Linked DNA regions of Oryctolagus cuniculus: region 2 is linked to region 1. The links are chromatin contacts, called in public Micro-C maps. All regions are on one chromosome and are shown on one strand. Each heading gives the region's core, a stretch centred on a gene start, on an enhancer-like site or on the middle of the called end of the contact. The rest is flanking DNA. Distances are from core to core; before and after follow the strand shown.

Region 1 (2,700 bases), core at 187-2,686:
GCTGCGCTCGAGGCCGGCGAGGGCGCCGCTCTGGCGGCCGAGCAGGCTCTGCAGCTTCTCCTTCTCGTCTCGGAGGCTGGCCAGCTCCGCCTGCTGCTGGGTCTCCAGGGCCTGGACCCGTGTCTGCAGCGCGCTGCGGGGCAGGGCGCACAGCGGTGAGCCCGCGGCGCCCTAACGCACCTGCGCGCCTCCTCCTGGGGCCCGGCCCGCTGTAGGCTCGGATGGAGCAGGGGAGAAAAGAGAGACCCGGACCCGGAGTAAAACGGATTGAGGTCCAGGAGAGGAAAGAGATGGGATGGCAGAGACACACCTGCAAGCAGGCACCCGTGATCAAAACCCAGCTATGCCTGCTTTAGAACCCGCAGCCACTCCCAGGAGGGCATGGGGGACCATGCCCTTGGATGTACCCTTGTAGAAAAGGGATCGGCTTAGACACCCAATGGCGAGGAGTGGCGGGGTGGCTCGGTGCTGCAGCCACAGAGCGGAAGGAGGCAGCGTGCATGTGCACAGAATCGGGGCCACGCCCAGGTTCGTGGGGAATGACCCGGTATAAGTGGGAAGAGAGAAAGACGAAGGGAATTCGCATGAATGTAGAGACACCGGTGAAGACAGAGCAGAGGGCGACACGTGGCACCTGCGCTGGCCCTCGCTGGGCAGGCGGTAGGGGCGGGGTGGAGGCCTGGGCTATCGCCTTGATTTTGGGAGGATCTCTGTTGTCTGAGGATGTGTAAGCAGCAGGCGCTCTTGTCACGGATTAGAAAGTCAGCAGGTATTTTAGAAAGAAGGCTTCCTCTTGGGGTGTCAGATCCTCCGGGCGTGCTCACGTGGGTGTGAGAGGAGACCCAGGCCGGTAGCTCACCGCATCCCTGGCTAAGCACCCGCCCAATCCGTTAACTGGGGGCTGCAGGAGTGCACCCAAGAGGGCCGAGCTGGAGGGAAGAATGGGCCAGCGTGGTGAACTGTTTCCAAGGGAACAGAAAAAAAGAAGTGTAGAAGAGTGAGGTCTACATTTGGGCTTAAAAAGGAGCAAAAAGGCCTGTCCACACTTGGTTGGGTGTTCATAAGAAACCCTGGAATATCGGCTCTTGGAATATCAGTGCCGTGAGCACGGGAATGTTTGTCTCTTTGCTCACTGCTGTATGCCCAGCGACTCCAGGTGCGCCTGAGCCGTGGAAAGAGCTAAACAAACAAACACCGTGTTGATGGCCCGACTGAAAGGACGCCTCTGGCCGGGGTGGCGGCTGAGGGCTGGGCCTGGGAGGGCCCCTCTCGTGTCTACCTAGTCGTGCCGACTCACTGTGCACACTGAAAAGGAGTCCAGCCCGGGCAGAAGGACCTTCTCCCGGAGCCTGGGTCCTCCCGCAAGGGCGCAAATGGGCACACACTCAGGTTCCAGGTTCCGGGTTCCAGGGTCAAGAGCTTATCAGTGGACATTGTCAATCTTCGCTGATCTTGGCACCTGGTGCCAATCAAGGAAGTGAAAATGTCCCTGGCCACGCCACTTGGGGTCTGGGGGAAGTGGAATGCGGAGAGGGACAACACTACCCGAACTGCACCCAGGACAGGGAGCCGGCGATCCTCATGGCCATGTCCCTACAGTGCGTGAATGACTGCTTTACCTGGCCCTGGGGGCGGGCCTACAGCCGGTACCCTGGGGACTTTTGCCTCCCCCGGAACCCTGACCTTGGCAGTTTCTGCTCCACTCAGCCCGAAACCCAGATGAAATCAGCCTGGGTTCTCTGCCTTATCTCTACTCTGGAACTATTTTTCCCTTTGTAATTTAGAGGGCGTTCCCCTGGCGCACATTTGCATACTGTGCAGAAACTCCCTGGCTGTGCACACAAGACGCTGGGAAGCCCGGCTGCTTCTGGGAACGGGAGCTGGAGCACGGGGTCAGACTGATTTACTTGCAAATAAGTGAATGCAGTTAAAATTCACAGGGTGAATCCCGTGATGTGCAAATTGTATCCAAATAAAGCAGTCAGATGGTATAAAGTAAAGAAAGGGAGAAAGGAAGAAAGAAGAAATTTAAAAAGAAGGAAAGAAAGGAGGAAAGAAGGAGACCAAAAGAACCAAGCAAAATGCCTGTCCCTATCCCCAGCCGGTCCCTGCCCTGCCACGGCCCCAGCTTGGCCCAACTCAGCACCCACGCCCAGTCACTCCAGTCCCAACTCCAACCCTGGCCTAGTTCCATCTCCAGCTTCAGCCCAAAGCACCCCCCCCCAATCCAAATCCAGGCCCCCAGCTCTGGCCTCAAACCTATCCCAGACACCAGCCCAAGTCCAGCTTCCAACGCCACCCCCGCCCCAGCCTCAGCCCTGGCTCCAATGCCCGCCCTGGGTCCCAGCTCTGACTCCAACCGGAGCGCCTGTCTGGCTGGGGCAGGAGCTGGGGGCTGGGAGTCGAGGGCCGGGGCCAGTGCTCACCTGTTGTGGCCCTGCAGCTGGTGCAGCTCCCAGCTCTGCAGCTGCAGCTGCTTCTGTAGCTTGTTAGTGGACATGGAGGTCTCCAGCAGCTGGTTCTCCATGCGCAGCGTCTGGTTCAGCACCTGCCCCAGCAAGAGGGAGGGGGTGGGGAGGGGCTCCGGAAGCCCCGTGGAAGCCCTGCTGGCCGTAGCTCCACTGCTTCAGGAACTCGCTGACCCGTGGCCACCCTCCCAACACTGGCCCCTGCACTCAGGGCCTAACGGAGCTTCTGATC
Region 2 (2,700 bases), core at 135-2,634, 36 kb after region 1:
CTGGCTCCTGGCTTCAGATTGGCTTGGCTCTGGCCATTGAGGCTATTTGGGGAGTGAACCAGCAGATGGACTTCTCTCTCTCCCTCCCTGTTTCTGCTTCTATAACCGCCTTTCAAATAAATACTTTTTTTTTTTAATTAAGCACACGTTTCTCCTATGACCCAGTGGCCTACTTGAGGAATGAGAATTGTGTTCGTGCTAAAATCTGCGTGCGGCCCCTGCTATTGGCTTTTCTGCTGCTCCGCCACAACTGGAGACAATGATTTGCCCCTGTCTGAGCGCAGACACTGGAACACAGCTCAGCAACACCAAGGGATGAACTGCGTACACCTGCCAACGCACAGGTGCAGCTCACGGCCTTACCTAGAGGGCAGGAGCAGGACTCAATAGGCCAGGGCACTGGGGAGGCCGTCAGGACGAGAAGGCACCTCTGTGGGCCAACACAGGAAGCCCCGGCAGGGGCAGGGACACAGCGCGCTGGGGTGGGGTGGGAGCTTGGGATAAGAGGCCCTCCCGGTGCAGCACGGCGTGTACGGAGTGGTGCCGTGGGCAGCCTCGCACCCAGCCAACCTCCTGAGCTGCGTGACTGCGCGTCTGTGCCGCGCTCTCCTCTCCGTCTGTCTCGGGGCGGCCTGGGCCTGGTGCCTCCCTTGCTGCTTGCATTCGTGCCACCACTGATGACCTGGCGTCTGCCCTGAGCGGGGCTCCTCAGGGTGCAGTGAGGCAGACGTCCCTGTGCTGTTCTGCTCAGGGCCGAGCGCAGTCAGGTGGGGAGGTGAACCGCCCAGGACGGAACTAAAGAAGACAACTTCACTCATAGCAATGGCCAAGCAGAAGACTAACTTGGAGGGGCGCGTGCCGTTCAGATGAGGTCCCAGGGAGGCCTCTTCGACAAGCTGACATCTGAAGCAGGAGCTAGAAGAACAGGAGGAGCCAGTCAGGTGCAGATGGGGGCCGGTGGGGGGGGGGGCATTGCAGGCAGAGGGCAAGCTGGTGCAAGGGCTCTGAGGCCAGAATGAGCCCAGTGTGTTCCAGGGGCCCATCAGGCCAGCATGGCTGGAGGGGCGAGGAGGAGAGGGCGGGAGAGGAGGTCGGAGGGGAAGAGAGAGAGATTGTGGAGGGCGTCATAGCCACTGTGGGGAGTTTGGGTCGGATTCCAGGAGTGGGGAAACACCCAGCTGACACCAGACAGAAGTCCTGGCGACTTTTGTCTCTTGTTTCCTCCTCTGCATCCTTCACTGTTGGGGGCACGCTTGGCCACCCCCTGACCCCATGCCCCAGCGCCCGCCCCGCCCCCGGGCCGCCATGAAGCCCCGCCTCCCTGACTGCACGCCGCCTCGCTGGGGAGCCCACAGGAGCGGCTTCTGTTTACCCAGAGCCATTGTCCCCGCCCACAGTCCCCTGAGATCCTGAAGCTGCCAGCAAGTTGTCGGCAGCTGAACGGATGATAAATATATCGCTGCCCGCTGGGAGGGCGGGGCCTGCTGGGAGGGCTCAGAGCAGGGGCCCCGCCTCTCACAGACCTGTGGGGGGTCCCTTGGCTCCCACTTCCAGCACCCGGGACCTGAGCCTCCAGTGGCTGTCCTGTGAAATGGGGATAGTGTGGCGCACACGCGTGATGATAGACGCTCAGCCTCTGCAGTCACCAGGGAAAGGCAAGCTCCAGGAGGACGAGGCAGCCCCCGCCCCCTACACGCACGGGGAAACCAGGGAGCACCAAGGGTTAGCGAGTGAGAGTGGGAGACTGCAGGTGCTGCTAGGCCTTAGGGCGGGGGCAGTACCGAGGGCCCTTAGAAGAGGACGTCCAGGGACCCAGCGCTTTCCTCCTCGGTAAATCCCGGAGCAATTCTCCTGCAGGTGCAGAGGGGATGGGAGGGGGACCCCGGAAGTGAGTGGTGGGCAGCAATCCACGTCCAGTGTCAGGAAGTGCAAACCTCAGGGTTGCCTCAGACACACCGGGCAGAGGGGAAGCAAATAAAGACAGATGGGAGGGGATCTGCAGCTCCCTGTGCGACCCACAGAACCCCAACAATGCGTTTAACCGGTGAGTGAGGATCACCGAGTAGACCGGGAGGGGAGGAAGTGGGAGGCTGTCAGGAGAGAAATTACATTGAATTAAGCAATAGTTTGCAAGAATTGAGAATGATAAACTCAGCTCTTGATACCCAGGTTAAAAAAAAAAAAAGGTGAGAAGGTAAGATGGGGATGAAGGACGGGTGGTGATGGCTGTGGCTTCCTCGTGCGGAGCTGTGGGGCTCCCGTGAGCTAAGCCACCCCAGTACTCAGTGCCTGGTACACAGTGGGGCTGCAGAGAGGTGAGCTGTCAGGCCCGTGTTCTCGCCAGGCCCCTGTCATGCTCCTCCCACCTCCGGGGCAGTGCTGCCCCCTGGTGGCCAGGGACTTACAGGACGGAACAGAAATTGGTCCGTGCAGAAGGGAGACTGAGGGGGTGGAGCCTCAGGAGGAAGGGTGACTTGTTTTGTTTTTGTTTTTAAATAATTATTTTATTTCTTTGGAAGACAGAGTTACAGAGAGAGGTAGAGACACAGAAATAGAGGTCTTCCGTTCCTCTGGTTCACTCCCCAAATGACTGCAACAGCCAGAACTGAGCTGATCCGAAGCCAGGAGTCAGGAGCTTCTTCTGGGTCTCTCACGTGGGTGCAGTGGCCCAAGGACCTGGGCCACCTTCTACTGCTTTCC

What was found. Hi-C and Micro-C count contacts between places; a contact is called where the count stands out from the background.
Region 2: a Micro-C map of ear pinna shows a contact between it and region 1, with 6 times the contacts expected there. The contact joins two enhancer-like sites. A contact is called at or near these places in 5 of 6 Hi-C or Micro-C datasets (ear pinna, embryonic fibroblasts, psoas muscle and 2 more).

What each region holds. Positions count from the first base shown.
Region 1 is chr11:26,877,380-26,880,079 of mOryCun1.1, forward strand. ANGPT4 (angiopoietin 4) reads right to left here. Exons shown (of 9, transcript XM_008256189.4): 3 at 2,427-2,548; 4 at 1-133. Among named protein-coding and RNA genes, the nearest start is that of ANGPT4, 16 kb to the right of the region's middle. Within about 2 kb of position 1,437, at least 1 of the 8 cell types and tissues checked has an H3K27ac peak or open chromatin away from gene starts, as enhancers often do.
Region 2 is chr11:26,913,852-26,916,551 of mOryCun1.1, forward strand. No RefSeq gene overlaps it. Among named protein-coding and RNA genes, the nearest start is that of ANGPT4, 21 kb to the left of the region's middle. Within about 2 kb of position 1,385, at least 3 of the 8 cell types and tissues checked have an H3K27ac peak or open chromatin away from gene starts, as enhancers often do.